Regions from separate parts of the Hordeum vulgare genome. Here region 2 is linked to region 1. The links are chromatin contacts, called in public Hi-C maps. All regions are on one chromosome and are shown on one strand. The core of a region is the stretch at or near the end of the contact, and the rest is flanking DNA. Distances in the headings are between cores, read along the strand shown. Region 1 overlaps LOC123444409 (probable sugar phosphate/phosphate translocator At1g06470). Region 2 holds the start of LOC123444410 (ras-related protein RIC2-like).

Region 1 (7,795 bases), core at 2,476-4,975:
TAATTCTTATATATTCCATACAAATTCTTCATGAGGTTTCAGGTAATTTGGAGTCCAAAAACTTTCCAACTTTTCCGTAGCCTTTCAGGTACAGAATTCCAGTTTTTGGTGATTTCCATCTTTGTGTAAACCTTATAAAATAAGAGAGAAAAGATATAAGTATTTAAAATAAAATAATGCTTGAAAATATTATAAATATCAATAGGAAATCATGATGCAAAATGGAACGTATCAACTCCCCCAAGCTTAGACCTTGCTTATCCTCAAGCGAAAGCCAAACTCGATAATAATGACCATATGATTAGAGAGAGAGGTGTAAATAAAAACAAAATACGAACATAACGGAATCATGACATTGTGAGAGCAGCAATATATTTCTCATGAACACGTGATAAGCTATTCACACGCTAAAGTATGAACCACAAACCTTATTGAAAACTAACAAGCTATATTCTTAGTCATTGAAACAATTGCAATTCATCATGTTTCAAAAGGAGTCTATGGCAGAACTTTGTTTAGCAAGTTCACATACTCAACTATCATATAGTCTTCTATGATTGTTGATACTCATGTCATATTTTTGAAACAAAAGCATCAACCTAACACATGGTTTATAATTTTTAACCACCCAACTACTTATCTCGAGGATAATGTCAACAATAATGACTCGTGATCACCTATATCCAGCTGGATATATATGTCTGAATCTTTCCCTAGCACATGATGCTTGCCAAGTAGAGAGTAAAGAAGGATGGAATAGGGATGCACATTAATGACTCTTGCATAAAAGTAAATACATGAAAGTATAAGATATGCCCTTCGTAGAGGGAAGCAGGGGTTGTCATGCATTTTTTATTTGGATGCACAAGCTCTTAATGTAAATGAACGTCACTTTATATTGCTCCTTAGGATAGCAACCTTTATTATGGAATATGTCGCTATGACAACCTAGGGCAGGGGATGACAACGCTCGAATACCTTCGTCTTTAGGTGATGTTTGGGTTCATTAGCCTCCACATCGCTATGACAAATGCCTGTACCATTTATGTGCATGGCTGGTGCCGCAACATACGGTCAGTTGAGGTGTTTCATGATATGGTCATTGAGAATGCACCTTTCCTTAAGAGATTGTTTCTACTTTATAAAGAAGGTCCAACTAGAATCAGGGTCACTGACGCACGGAAATTGACAGTGTTGGGCTATTCGTGTGTTGAATTCTTCGAACTTGTTATTGGATCCATGTCTATTCAGGTACAACAATCTTCTTCTTCTCCTCCTTCTTCTTATTGTACATCGTGTTTTATCTATTTTTTGTTGATATATGTTTGGCTATCGTCTAGAAATTAATTCCCACGTGCTTCACCCTGTCTCTACACACAGTGAAGAACCTGGCACTACAACCCATCGGCCCCAATATGGATGAAGTTATTAGAATCTTTATATGCTTTTAGAACATGAAGAAGCCATGCATCAAGGTGATGCTCCCTTTCTGTTAATTGTTAACCATAATGGAGTTCAATTTGTTGGTAATTTACCTATGATTACGATGATAAATGTACTATGATTTCTAAAGGAAATTTGTAGGATTCCAATACATATTTTTGAGATGTTAATCATGAACGATTGAAGATCACATGTCAATATACTAGTGTACTTTAGAAATCCTACAAATTAAAGATGCACGTAGTATTCAAAACTGCATCTAGGCACTCATATGTTGTCTTCGTTTGCACATAAAAGTAGGTCGAGGAGTGAAAAATGTGGCGCAATATAACAATCACGTCGAATGCTTTGATTTCCATCTCAAAGAAATTACTTTCAACCGGTACTGAGGCACCATACTAGAAATTGAAATCGTCGGGTTATTTTTTTCACAAAGCAAGGGTGGTCAAGGTAATCAGGTTTGCCCTATATTTAGTGCGCCGAAATGAATGGTTTGCTATTCATCGAGTGCGTCTATAGCTTAATGGAAAAGGATCTACAGAAGCTGAAATTCAGTTTGGAACTTCAAATGACACATTATTTGGAAGTCACTGTATCAAGCCGATATATGACTTCTCGGTGGCTGATCCCTTCGCAGACTCATCATAGATGTTGTGCAAACAGAGAAAATTATATCTCATACGATTAAACTAAGGAACACGTCGGTAATTATTTCATCAGTCGCTGGTAATTGTTTACCAGCAACCGTCTGTACACAACAGACACACAACTTGTTAGGAGGGATCGTTTGTATTATTATCGGTATTCCCGCGCGATTATGATTATTGACCTGTTTGTCAGGTATCACACACATCTTCTTACGCAAAATCGTTTGTGCTCTGTTGTATCATCTCACACGGTTTAACCAAGTGAACTGTGTGCCCTCTATCGCACACATCTGGATCTGCATAGCCAATTGTGTTATATTGGCTAATCGCAACCAGTTCATATGAAACAACTGTATGCCATGTATCGCACACGCAAGTCTCATCTGAATCGTGTCTGGTGGATCAACCATTGCACACAGTTCTTGTCATTGACGACGAAGCTAAGATTATACCGTTTGCGATTCATGAACCACACACAGTTTGATCGAAATGTCCCAGATGCATGTGTCGTCTTAGTACCTTCCTGCAGTAGTGAGGAGTCCTCAACATAAGAGCAAAATATTTGGGTGCCCAATAAAACAAGGGTCTCACTAAAGTCTTTGTCGGTCAATGTCTACAATGGTTAGCATCAGGACTAGCTGAACAAGAACAACACATGTAGCACATTACACATTGATGATCATGAAGCTGAAGACAACACCACCTTTACCATACTATCACCGAGTGTTCACGAAGCTCAACACACTACAACATCTACTATAAACACCATGAACATCATCAACGCCCACAAAGAACATACCGTACCAAAAAAATGGCACCACTAACATCTAATTTACCACATCATCATAGAACACCATGAAGCAATACTTGCATAACCTACCATACTACCTCCATATATGTTCTAATCTACAATATGCTCACAGATCTAAGCTACAACAAGTAAAATGTGATGCTACTTACAGCCATCGAAAGAGTGAGGAGAAAGTAGAGAACAACTCGGAGAAGACGACGATCAGGCAATCAGTGGGAGGTGATGAAATCATCGTCGCCGTTTTTTCAGCGATGAGCTTGAGCTCACGCCATCCCCTTCCTCGCATGAGCTCCACCACTGCATTTCCCCTCCCTGCGCGCGCGAAGCCTGACTCACTAGAGCTACCAATTCGGCCGCAGGACACGGCGTTTTGGCTTCCGGGCTCAGATGAGCCCGGGCATGAACAGTGCCTCGTTTTGAGGTATAAAAAATGTTTAAAAAGATGCAAGATGCTTCTATGTGTGAACTCCCTGTAAATTTTTGTGAAGTTTTGATATTCGAGGATGTGTGAGAAACTTTTGAAAATGGCACTATTCATGCATGATTTTGTTTTTTTACCGCAAGCTCCTGAATGTTCAAACTTCGCAAAAAATTGCAGGGAGTTAACACATAAGAACATCTTGCATCAGAAAAAAAATTGAATTTTTTAAACATTTTTTTAGTCCAAAACGTGGTACTGCCGGGCTGAGAGATGGATTACCGCCGCATTCTTCCCCTGCCAGGCTGAGGAGTGCTTTAACATTCGTGCACATTGTACTGTACAATGCAAGCCAGCTAAACAAAACGATAACATTTACACCCCCGAACCTACATGGGTCTGTGAGCAACCAAACACACCCTATATTTAAAGCTGAATGCAGATGGAAAATCTGGCCTCGAGCTGCTACAACGGTGGGGAGAACATCCAGACCACAGAACATTACCCATTAGCCAGGCTATAATATGCTGATGAAATAACTAAAATGGCAGATATAAAGGCGGGCAAGAGCGATTTAAGAGTGAACAAGGTATCAGTTTCGTAAGTGAAATCCTCTAACTTGGCGCTGAAGATATACACTTTCTCGTGTAGTCAATGAGCGAAAACATTAAGGAGTACAACATATATCATCAATCTAATTTCTTTCATTCTCAGTAAACAACATATGTTTTGCAATGCCAATATATGTGGTGGGCTCACAAGTTGCACCAAAATTGAGCTCTTCACACTCCCAGTAAAATGCGCAGCGGCTGTATTTCTAACGGACCGCAAAATATTCTTATTCTCAATATATAATATACAATTTCTGCACAGCTCTTGGTATGCACTATTTTTGTTTCCGAGTAACAAAATCTTTCTTCTACTTGTATCAGTGTGTCCCTCCTCAATCAGCGACATGATTTATGCATGATCATCATCATGCCCATGCATATGCAGCATAACTCCACAAAGCCGTGGAAGAACACACAAGCAAGCACTGGTGCCTCCGAAACCAAGCGATGTAAAGTCGGTGACAGTGTCCTGAGCCGTATACGCCAGCCCCTAAAATGGTCCGCTGTCTGGAAAGGAGAAAATGTAATGAATGCGGATGTCGAACTGATAGCAAACAATGTAAACTATTCATTCAATTATCCACCTTCTATACTTGGATCAGCCTGTATCATCCTGATCTTCAATATCATCATCAATGATAACATATTTTGAGGCACCATTGGAAGAATGGAAATTTGGGTCAACATGTTTACTGTGGTGGTCTTTCCTGAATTTATGATACCTTCATATATCACAAGAGAATAGTCAGAATAACCATACTAACACATCAGAAATTAACTTACTCTTATATTCCCACTTTATGCTTTCGTAGTCAAATTATGATCAGTGTTTTCTTATGGCTCTTTTATACTTCCTCCGTCCCAAAATAAGTGTCGCAAATTTAGTACTAAATTTGTACTAAATTTGCGACACTTATTTTGTACTAAATTTGCGACACTTATTTTGGGAAGGAGGGAGTAGTAGTTAGTTTTATTGCATTTCTCTCTGTACAAGGTGGCATGACATAGCAAGTTCATTGACTTGCAAATAAGAAGAAAAAAAATGTGGACAGCAGCAAATAAATAAGTTTGACTCCTCTTAAAAAATTTACTCCCCAAAAAAGTTGGCATGTAAACATAGTAAGAAATCTGAAGTTGATTCAGTGAGTCGTAAAATACAGACTGGTAATAAGATAACTTGGAACAACAAATATTTGAACATAGAAAAAATGAATTTCAACTCACTTGTACAGATTGAAAAGGCTGACACCAAATATAATTGTTGCTAGTCCAAATCCCTTTAACCAGGTAAATGGATCATTGAAGAAAAGCACAGCAACCTGTCGGATTGTTTGGCATCACAAGTCACACTTATATGCATGAACAAAGATAAATTCATTGAAAGTAATTATAGAGTGGGAAATCAATACCAAAATTGTGACAGCTTCCTTGACAATCCCAGCTATGGTCACTGTTACAGCACTTGTTACAGAAACGAGAACATATTCTGTCAAAACCTTCAAAGAACAAATTAAGTGATTATAAACCAGATAAAAAATGCTAAAAAGAGTACTTTCTTCTACAGATACCAACAAGAATACTTTGCAAGCATGTCTTAACGACAAACCAACAATAGATGACCGCAAACAGCACTTATTGGTTATTACAAGTATTCATACTCTCGGGGCTTGAAAAAAATGAAATAGTAAGAACCAACAGTATATTGACTGGTTCCAGCGAAAAAGAAAAGGATTTTTTACATGACAAATGTAATGATGGGTAATCAAATGCTGCGGCATAAATGTTGTACTTCCCAGGAAAGAGCTGATCCATACCATGAAGAATGCCAAAGCACCACCTAGAAGCATCAATAAGATGCTTCTTAATGTGTGAGCTGGACTATCAAAGAAGTGACTTGCTCTGACCTCATGCCATGGATCCATGGCAATGGAAATAATTGCAGTTGTTATTGCCATCACCGGGGTAACATAACTCATTAAGGTAAAGGGGTTCTTTAATCCTGCATAACACAATAAAAATGATGCTGTAAAGGATGCTACATTACATATTTATTGAACAAACCACGTTCGATATTATCATTTTGATATTTTTAAGAGAAAACAATGCACATGATCGCTACTAACTCAGATTTTAAACAAAAACAGGTGTCCAATGAAAAGACATAAATCATATGTGTGCCTGAAATTAATAAAGCTAATCTCACTGCTTTTCAGTTTTCAAGAATGAGATGCTAAGACAACAATGAACAGTATTTACAATTTCCTCTCACTGGACAAGAAGCTAAGGTAGAAGGCATACCATATTCCTCTTTCTTGAGCGGATTTAAGGGACACATGAGGAGGGGAAAAGAAACGTTCAGTCAAGACAGTAATGAAAGGGAAGTAGAACATAGGATTAATAAGGCATATTACCATGTCCAATCACAAATGTTCAGAACAAAAGAAAATTGGAAGTACATTACACTGACAAACCTGGAGGAGAATCTGTGTCATGCACCAGCGGAAACCAGACATGACAGCAGCAAGCATAATAAATATAAATCCCCAAAGGTTAAACTGTGTCTCTTTAGCAACTGCAAGAGGAACATTATTACCACAGTCCACAGTTAAGATGATGAATTCACATAAGAGAAATTTAAGAAAATAGAGTCAGATGCAAAATTAGGCCCACAAATTACAGTGCCAAAAATCTAATCAAGTAAAAAACTAGTTAGGAGGTCTTTTTCTGGGCTCTCCAGGAAAGCACAGAAGCATATCACTTCGGAAAAACTAATATAAGCTGTTTTTTTTAGAAAAGGAGGAAGACCCCCGGCCTCTGCATCTGAGCGATGCATGCAGCAACTAATATAAGCTGTTGATGTACAGTTATGACTTTACCTGTCAGTAGAACTCCAACAGAAACAATCAGCATGATTCCAAGAATGTTAAAGCTCGGCTTCTCTAGCCTTCAGAGAAAAAAAAAGGGAAATCTTTGATTAATAACATGAAAATGGTATGGAGACGCAGAATACAACGGTTGTTGACATTCGTTTTGTGTTTCTAGTGCTACGAGTTTTTTTTGTTTGAGTAGTTAGCTGTGATATATTTGCATCAGCGTAGTCTTGGTTTTTGTTTTGCTGCTGTTGCTGGGGTTTATGTGTTTTTCGAGCAGTAATTTTCTTCCTTTGTCCTTCATACTTCTCCTTGTCCTGTTGGCTAACTTTATATCTGAACTAGCATACTCTGCTGCTCCGTTATTTTTTATCAATAGTGGAACCCAACCGCCATGAGCAGGCGTGTGGAAAAAGGGAATGATATGGAGCATAACAGAAGTCCATGAACCGACAATTTAACAGAAATAGGTGCAGTGTTGTCAGAAAGACAAGTTACAAGAGGACGCAAAATTATTTGCATACAAACATGAAAAGGCTAAGCAAATGTCAGGAAGCAGTACTGTAAGAAATGATGGTTATGCAAGACACTGCTCAATAAATTTTTATGTCGGAGATACTGCTTAATTTTAGTTCTTGCAGTTCTAACATTTGCATCCCATTTCTCAAAATGATGTGCATATGGAACCAACTTTGTAAAGTCTGCAAGCCAGTTCAAAAGTATTCAGTTGGCCTAGGACAAATGTTCCACATAACCTAATAGTCCAGGTTAACCCTCTTCACCCCACCCCACCCATAGGGGATGAAAATCCTTAGAGAACGGCAGGATGAAACTCAACTTCTTCGGGACAAGGTTCTTTAACTGATATTCCTTACCAATGAACATAACAAATTGCTAAACTAGAAGACAAAACGGGCATGCACTGCTCAGAAAGAACCAGCAACTGAGCTTACCTGAATAGAAAAGCAAAGAGAAGAATGAAAATTGGAGCCCCA
Region 2 (7,656 bases), core at 4,888-7,387, 240 kb before region 1:
ATGGACCAAACGCTCGCGTCTTGCTCGATCTGTGCGACTCGGGAGCCTAGGGTTTGCCAGCCGGCCGCTGGCTGCCGCCGCCACCCGCCGACCGCTGCCACTTCTGCCCGTGCTTCCGCGGCTCACTTCGTTCACCCTCCTCCCTCTTCCCCCTCACCCCGTGGTGGTGGCCGGCCGATGGTCCGACGACTTCGACGCTGACCGGTTGACGGTCCGATGTCGGAGAACCGGTCATTCTCCTCCATACTCCTACCTCCATCCTCCCTTCTCCCTCCCTTTGCCCCCTATGGTGCAGGTCAGGTCGTCCCGTGCCTCGTGAATCTGGGGTCCATGAGGGACGGGGCAGGCCCGACCGTCCAGCGACGCCAGCGTTGGTGCTGGTGAACTGGGACTCCTTCCTCCTCTCCCCTTCGCTCTTTTTTTCTCACAGCATCAAGGGTCTCTTTTTTTCTCACAGCATCAAGGGAAATGGACCAAACGGTCGCGTCTTGCTCGACCTGTGCGACTCGGGAGCTTAGGGTTGGCCAGCCGGTCGCCGGCTGCCGTCGCCGCCGCTTCCGCCCTGCTTCCGCGGCTCACTCCGTTCTCCCTCCTCCCTCTTCCCTCTGCCCCCTCATCCTGTGGCGGTTGTCGGTCGATGGTCCGACGACTTCGATGGTGACCGGTCGACGGTCCGATGTCGGAGAACCGGTCATTCTCCTCCATACTCCTACCTCCCTCCTCCCTCCCTTTGCCCCCTATGGTGCAAGCCATGCCATCCCGTGTCTCCTGAATCTGGAGTCCATGAGGGACGAGGCAGGCCCGGTCGTCCAGCGTCGACGCGCTGGTGAACTGGGACTCCTTCCTCCTCTCCCCTCCCTCCACCCTCCATCACTCATCCCTATCCATCCTCTTCCAAAAATTTCTCTCTTTTCATGGATACTATTCACAGTAGGGTCAATATCTATTTATATGTAATATGCAACATGAAAGTATAATTGTTGAATTCATGTGTTAGCTCTGAATTCATATATGAACATAAAAATATTGACTCCCAACTCAGGATCATTACAGACAATTCACAGTCAAATCTACAGTTTCACGGTTGTATCAGTCAAACAGCTTTCAACTTGTCCACAGCTGAAACTCACAGCTTCCCACAACTTTTACAGAATCTGCAACTCAATCAAACACAGCTTAAGTTTGAACAGACACCAATTGCAAATGAATGACGATGCTCACCAATGGGCCACTGCTAGTGATGGAAATGTTCAATTTTGCGTGTTCAGTTCCGAGGTCCTTTTTAGTGTGTTTTCTGTACTTATGCAGGATTCTTAGCCTGCTGGTACTTTCTACTCCCTCCGTTTCTAAATATAAGTCTTTTTAGAGATTTCTCTAGAGGACTACATATGAAACAAAATGAGTAAATTTATACTCTAAAGTATGTTTATATACATTCATATGTAGTCACCTAATGAAATTTCGAAAAAGACTAATATTTAGAAACGGAGGGAGTATTTTTATCTTACTAACATGCAGTATTCCTACATGATTCCAATAAAAATAAACAGTGAGATATTGCTCAGATCCTACTGTAAACAAATTACTTGCAGAATATCATAATCAATCTGACATACCAGTTTCAGGTGAAAGCTGAACCAACCTAACCATCACCATAACCGCAGCAAAATGAGAGAATCAGTAAATCTGTTTTGTTGCAATACAAGATACACCAACTGGTAGAAAACGTAACAAATAATAATGCATCTATACCCTAACTTGAGCAGCAGCCGGCTCTCTTCAGCGAAGACACGTCGTCTTTCACATTTATATTCTCCCCTTTGCTTGGGGCAGATGAGCCGTCGTCTCCTGCATCAACCGTCTTCCTGCTCGCAATACGGTATATCTGAGTCAAAACTTCTGAGAAAGCGTTGTCTACATTTGTCGCGTCTAATGCAGATGTTTCCATGAAGTACAGTGACTCCGCCTCAGCATATTCCTGCCCATCTTCAGTTGAAACAGCCACCAAGTGGCGAAGGTCAGATTTGTTGCCAACTAGCATGACAACAATGCTAGGGTCAGTATGATCTCTTAGCTCTTTTAGCCAGCGCGCCACATTGTCGAATGTAGCACGGCGAGTGACATCATACACCAGCAACGCACCTACTGCTCCTCTATAATAGGCACTCGTAATAGCACGGTATCTGAGAAAAGAACAGAAAAATATCAGGCAATCATATAACTGAGCTAAAAAGGGATGGAAAAAAAAGGGTGCTACTAGTGACCTAGTGTTGATTCCACCAGTCGTGCTAAAAATGATCTACAGAAACAGCAATTACGTACAAGAGTTAAAATAAATGTTGTGAACATCGAATATCATACAATGCAGCAGATCTCAGAATGAATGGCACGATCTCTTAGCCAAGGTGGTATTTCCATGTCAAATGTCATAAAATATACACTTTGTATGTCAAGGATGAAAGCTTTGTTAGTGATGAAACTACAGAATAATTGAATTCATGTGGCAACTGCTAGCGGTGCCACCGATAAGGGCAAGAGACATGGGATAGGCAGCCACAATTTTTCCTCTCCACCAAAACCAGATAAACAACAGCAACATGGTGGGCTTGAGCAACAATTCGAAACTTCATAGTCAGTATCCTCAGAGGTCATAGAAGTAACAAGTAATGTTCCTTCGGTAAAAGCATACGAGTCTATCTCTAAGAAGCCAGCGGTGAAGCAGAACAAATGTTGGCAAGTACGAGTCTATATCTAAATGGTAATCAAGGTGTCTTGAAGAATAGGAGAGGGGATACTGGACTTACAAGGTACATGTATTAACGCGCTAAACAGAAGATATCCCACAAGTATACCATGAGTTAGACATCATACAAAGGGAAAATAAACCGCCGTGGAAAAATGTAATAATAGGCGAGTTTTATTGATAAATTAGAGAAAAGTATCTGTTTCCACCCTAGCCTTTTTTTTGAAAGGGGGGAATATATTAATATTGCGAAGATACCAATTACATCCAGCCTCTACACCTACAAGATGTCACAAGGACATCCAGGATACACACAACCAAACAAGAAAATAAAAAAAGAAAGGTCCCGCCATAGCGATCGACTCCTCTCAACAGCAGCACACCTTCCACCACCTAATACAACACCCAAAAAACATAAAAGGTCTCCAAAAGTAATGCCTCCAAGAAGGGAACACTGCACAAGCGTCGTTGTTGCAGGATCAAAGATCTTGGGTTTTAACCCCGGAGAAAGTCCACGCTCTCAAAACAATTCCTTGAACAAGGTAATAGCCAGGCACGACCAATGAAGGTCAGACCTCAGGTTTTCACCTTGAAAGTCACGGCTCGGCACCTGAGGAGACCCCAAAAATGAAAACCGCCAGTGTTGCCGCCCCCACTTATCACTGCTGCTCCTGAGAGTTATCTGACACCAGGCTGACTCCATTGCCTCCAAGGCTCCGACTGTCTAACTGATTCTCCGATCTTGGCCGCCATGACCTTCTCCATCGCTGTCTTCACCATGGAAATCGAGAAGCCGACATATCCCAAGGTGTCCAACAGAGCTTCATGCCACGCCCTCAGAACCTCATAGGCTGATATGGGCATGCACGACTGGAATCTAACCGATCTAGAAATCATGGGCAAGATCTCCGACGGTCGTCCCGGAACACGTCAATGGCCAGATCAAGGAGGACTGATCTTGCATGTCGTTGTCGTGATGCGAGAAGAGCACAAGGACCGCCACCTTGGTCAAATCACGGTAGTAGGCCCCCACGCCGCACTGATCCAGCCTGCCTGTCTCCGTCAGGCCAGGCGTCAGCACCACCGTGGTGCCTAGCAGCCGACACCGTCACCCCACCACGACAACCTCAAGCCATCCATTGGACATGGCCGACCCGCACTGCCACAGTCCCGCGCCGCCCAAGGCACACCAACCGAAGTAGGCCATAATTGATCTGGCAGAGCCCCGCCGCTGCCCTGGGCGCGCCTAGCCCGTTCCACACAGCCACCACGCCGCCAGGGCCAAGCCCTGAGCCCGCACCGCGCCGCCACGCTCGACGCTCCGTCCTGGACGTGAAGCAGGCACACCTACCTCCACCAGAAACAACACTAAGGACCGAAGCCAAGGTGTCCAACGGCCCACGATGAGAAGTTCCATGGCTGGGGAGGCAGGCCGAGCCGGCGGCAGAGCATACCCAGCGCGGTGAAGTGAGATCCGCGTAGGGGCAATTATGCGTGGGAGCACAAATGGCATGCAGAAGAACCCGCCGCCGCCAACCACCGTCTGGGGCTTTGCGGGGGGGGGGGGGGGGTCCGGTTGGCAGCGGCGAGGGGAGTAAGGCGTGGCGGGGGCTTGGAGCAGCGGCAGGGGCGGAGCCACCCAAGTCACCCCAGGGGACGATGCGGGGGCGCGGTCCTTTTTTCCACCCTAGCCTATTTTGTATTTTGCGTTGTATGATTGTCTCCCATTACAGTTGCATGGCATTCAGATCTAATTTCTCAATTTGCAAGTTCCAGTAGCATGTGAGTCATTTGTTGATGGACAAAACAAATTTGTGTGAGCTGTTTCCTAGTGAACACTCTATTCTCAAACGGGAATCACAGAGCTATCATTTTGTCCTATCATTCTATCAATTAGGCAAGAATTCCCTTGATGAACCAAAGACTTATGTATGTCTATAGTCTGTACACACAGCATAGCAAAAAAAAAAAATCAAATCAAGACTGTTATTGTCACAATTTGTACTGCTCCTTATTTTCCGCAATCAGGTTTTCGTCCTATAACCTGTGTCCGAGCCGAGTGTAGGCAGTGGGTTTCCTGATGATGCATCGAAACTGCTCCTTATTTTCTGCATCCCCTCTTTTTGTGTGAATGTTGCTGCTCTAAAGTGGTCTCGATGACCTGCTGCTGCAGTTGCTGGCTAGACAGCTAGCTGATCGAAATCATTTGTATCGTGCTACAGGCCAGATAAGTTGGGAACCAACTTATGTTGTACGAGTGTAATTATACCCCCACATGATTCAGAAACGTAGTGATTCTGTGGCAATTTCTATTCTGAGATCTAGCAAGAATAACCCTCTGCAGTGGTCATTTCATCGCCAAGGCCACACCAACAGATCTTCCAAAACCTGTGACACACCTTTCCTTCTCCAATCACACCCCTCGCATGGTCACACCAAGTGTGCTGGTGCATAATCCAACAATTCCACGATGCATCTCTCCACTGGTTTATGTATGAACTCCAATAAAAGAAGACACCACAGCCACTAGAAGTCTAGAACAACAACAATGGTTTCAACCCCAAACCACTAAACTCTAAGATGTAAGAAACGAAAGTCCAACAGCTAAATCACAAGTAGGTGTCCGATCTAACCTAGAGGACGAATCAAGTGAAACGCAGACCTGAGTTGGGGTACCAAGCAATAGTACTTCATTTGGTATTTGCCACTGCTTTACTACTCCACTCCGATCCACACTATACCAAGATCGTCTAGACTGGCAACAAAAATGAAGCAATCACCAGATTACCAGCATCACCAAACTAATTTGATAGAGCAAATGAATGGCCAAGCGAAGGTAGCATCCTGGGTCCGAAGAAACAGATCAGGAAGCAAGCAAATCCATACTGGCGAGCATACTACTACCAGCGATTTGAACAGCTACTAACAGGAAGTGGCAGGAGTTAGTAATTAAGAGATGGGAGGCGAGCAAGCACCTCTCCTGGCCAGCGGTGTCCCAAATCTGGGCCTTGACGACCTTGCCGTCGACCTGGAGGCTGCGGGTGGCGAACTCGACCCCGATGGTGGACTTGGATTCGAGGCAGAACTCGTTCTTGGTGAAGCGCGAGAGCAGGTTGGACTTGCCGACGCCGGAGTCGCCGATGATCACCGCCTTGAAGAGGTAGTCGTAGTCGTCCTCCGCCCTGTAGGCGCCGCCTCCGCTGCCCGCCATCCCCTTGCCTGTCTCGCGGGTCCTGGACCTTCCTCCTCCCCGGCCAGCTAGTGCTAGGCTCTGGATCTCGCGGGGTCTGGCTGGGTGCAGCGTTGGCGTCGCTGTGGACGACGACGGAGCAGTAATGGGCGACAGCGACACCGTGTGAACTGGGTTTGCTGCCTTGCTGCTGCTACGCAGTCGTAATAAATCTGAAATATTTATTTGGTGCGCCGTTCTTGTGCACGAAACCCCCTGCAGTTTTATGATTTAGGCTGTGTTTGGTTCCAAACTATTTTTAAAGTATTTCAAGAATACTACAGTCAAAATACAATGATTTTAAATACTTTGAGGTGTTTGGGTCTGATTAAAATTGTAGTATTATAAACTACAATATACATAAAACTGTAGTATTTTTGCAGTATTATTACGACACTGTATATTTCGATTGCCAAACATGTCATTGTTTTCATAAACTACAGTATACATTGTCATTGTATAAAAAATTGTAGTATTAAAATACCGAGGTTTAGAAACAAAACATTGCTTTCAACTAAACCTTAGTGTAAAATTGTGCTCTACCTCGAGAGTCAAGATGTAGATCCATTTGGAACATGTATATTTGAAGATGCAAAAGTAGGTGCTATAGAATTTACATCATCAAAAAGTGATTTTATATTTTTAAAAAGGTTTCAACCTCAACAGATGATGTAAAACGATAATGTAAATGGGCAACTCCAATAGTTGATGTAAACTGGAGATGCAAAACTGACCGACCGTCGCACGGCCGCTGTACAGCCGGCAACGGTTGCAAGCGGCGGGGACTGCACAACTAAAGAGATGGCCGGTGTCGTCGGGAGCTCTGTGTGGCAGGCGTGCGTCTTCGCACGGCCGGAAGAACGGCAAGGCTTGCGGCCATCAAGCAGACGAAGTGGCGTGCCTTCACTATCTCTCGCGGGGGGAGGGGGCACGGGTCTAATCTTGGATGAAGCCTACCCCATCGTAGACCTCACACGCGAAGGCATTTAGGCCAGCCGCGGGCGTCGAAGAAACTTCGATTCATCGACGGCTGAAACTGAATCGACGGCTCTGGGCGGCGCCTGGGCGAGGTAAGCGGCTGGGGACGAGGGGTGGGGTGGCGAAGTAACGGCGGGCCCGTGTGGGCGTCGGGCGGTGGACAGCGGCGACGATTTGAAGTGGATTTGGCTGGCAGCGGAGTTGGGCGGCCGCAGCCGGTCGCGCGGAAGGGAAAGGAAGTGGCGGTTGGGTGGTTGGTGGACGGACGCGACTTTACATCTCCTCGAGTTGAAGATGCAAAATTGCACCACAAAGTGGTATAGGATACATCTCGCAGATGTATTTTTTTTGTATCTGCATAATGTCTTGAAGCGGCGTTTTGGGGCCTCGAAGCTGCAAAAGCTAGTTATTTTTTGCATCTACATCTTCTATTGTAGATGCTATAATATCTTTGAGATGCTAGCAGAGAACGAGAAATAAAGTGTATTCCCTCACTTTGTATTAGTTGAGGGACTAGTAGGTAGTAGCAAGTTCATCACAAGGTGTGGCTCCCTCGCATCGCCTCCTCCAGGACGATGGGGGCGCTAACCCTAGCCCCTGCCGCCGGTACCCCCTTCCCGTTCTCATCTCCCCTCGCAATCCTTAAAGGTGACCGTCGGGTAAGTCCATGTGCCGTCGGTGAAGGGGACGACAGGGATTTCGCGAC

What was found. A called contact is a pair of places that touch in the nucleus more often than the background predicts.
Region 2: a contact with region 1 is called in a Hi-C map of seedling, with 5 times the contacts expected there. The contact joins the promoter of LOC123444410 here to the enhancer-like site in region 1. A contact is called at or near these places in 3 of 6 Hi-C or Micro-C datasets (leaf and seedling) and 1 of 1 datasets of contacts at active chromatin or transcription factors (embryo).

What each region holds. Positions count from the first base shown.
Region 1 is chr3H:486,555,566-486,563,360 of MorexV3_pseudomolecules_assembly, reverse strand. It overlaps LOC123444409 (probable sugar phosphate/phosphate translocator At1g06470), which reads right to left. Exons shown (of 12, transcript XM_045121110.1): 4 at 7,754-7,795; 5 at 6,807-6,874; 6 at 6,402-6,502; 7 at 6,229-6,241; 8 at 5,745-5,929; 9 at 5,340-5,426; 10 at 5,155-5,249; 11 at 4,515-4,652; 12 at 4,004-4,437. The coding sequence ends at 4,529. Among protein-coding and RNA genes, the nearest start is that of LOC123444409, 6.5 kb to the right of the region's middle. Within about 2 kb of position 3,725, at least 1 of the 3 cell types and tissues checked has open chromatin away from gene starts, as enhancers often do. A contact at or near this core is called in seedling, where this site is marked.
Region 2 is chr3H:486,801,157-486,808,812 of MorexV3_pseudomolecules_assembly, reverse strand. LOC123444410 (ras-related protein RIC2-like) reads right to left here and starts at 6,137. Exons shown (of 2, transcript XM_045121111.1): 1 at 5,719-6,137; 2 at 1,570-2,183. The coding sequence starts at 5,954. The coding sequence ends at 1,754.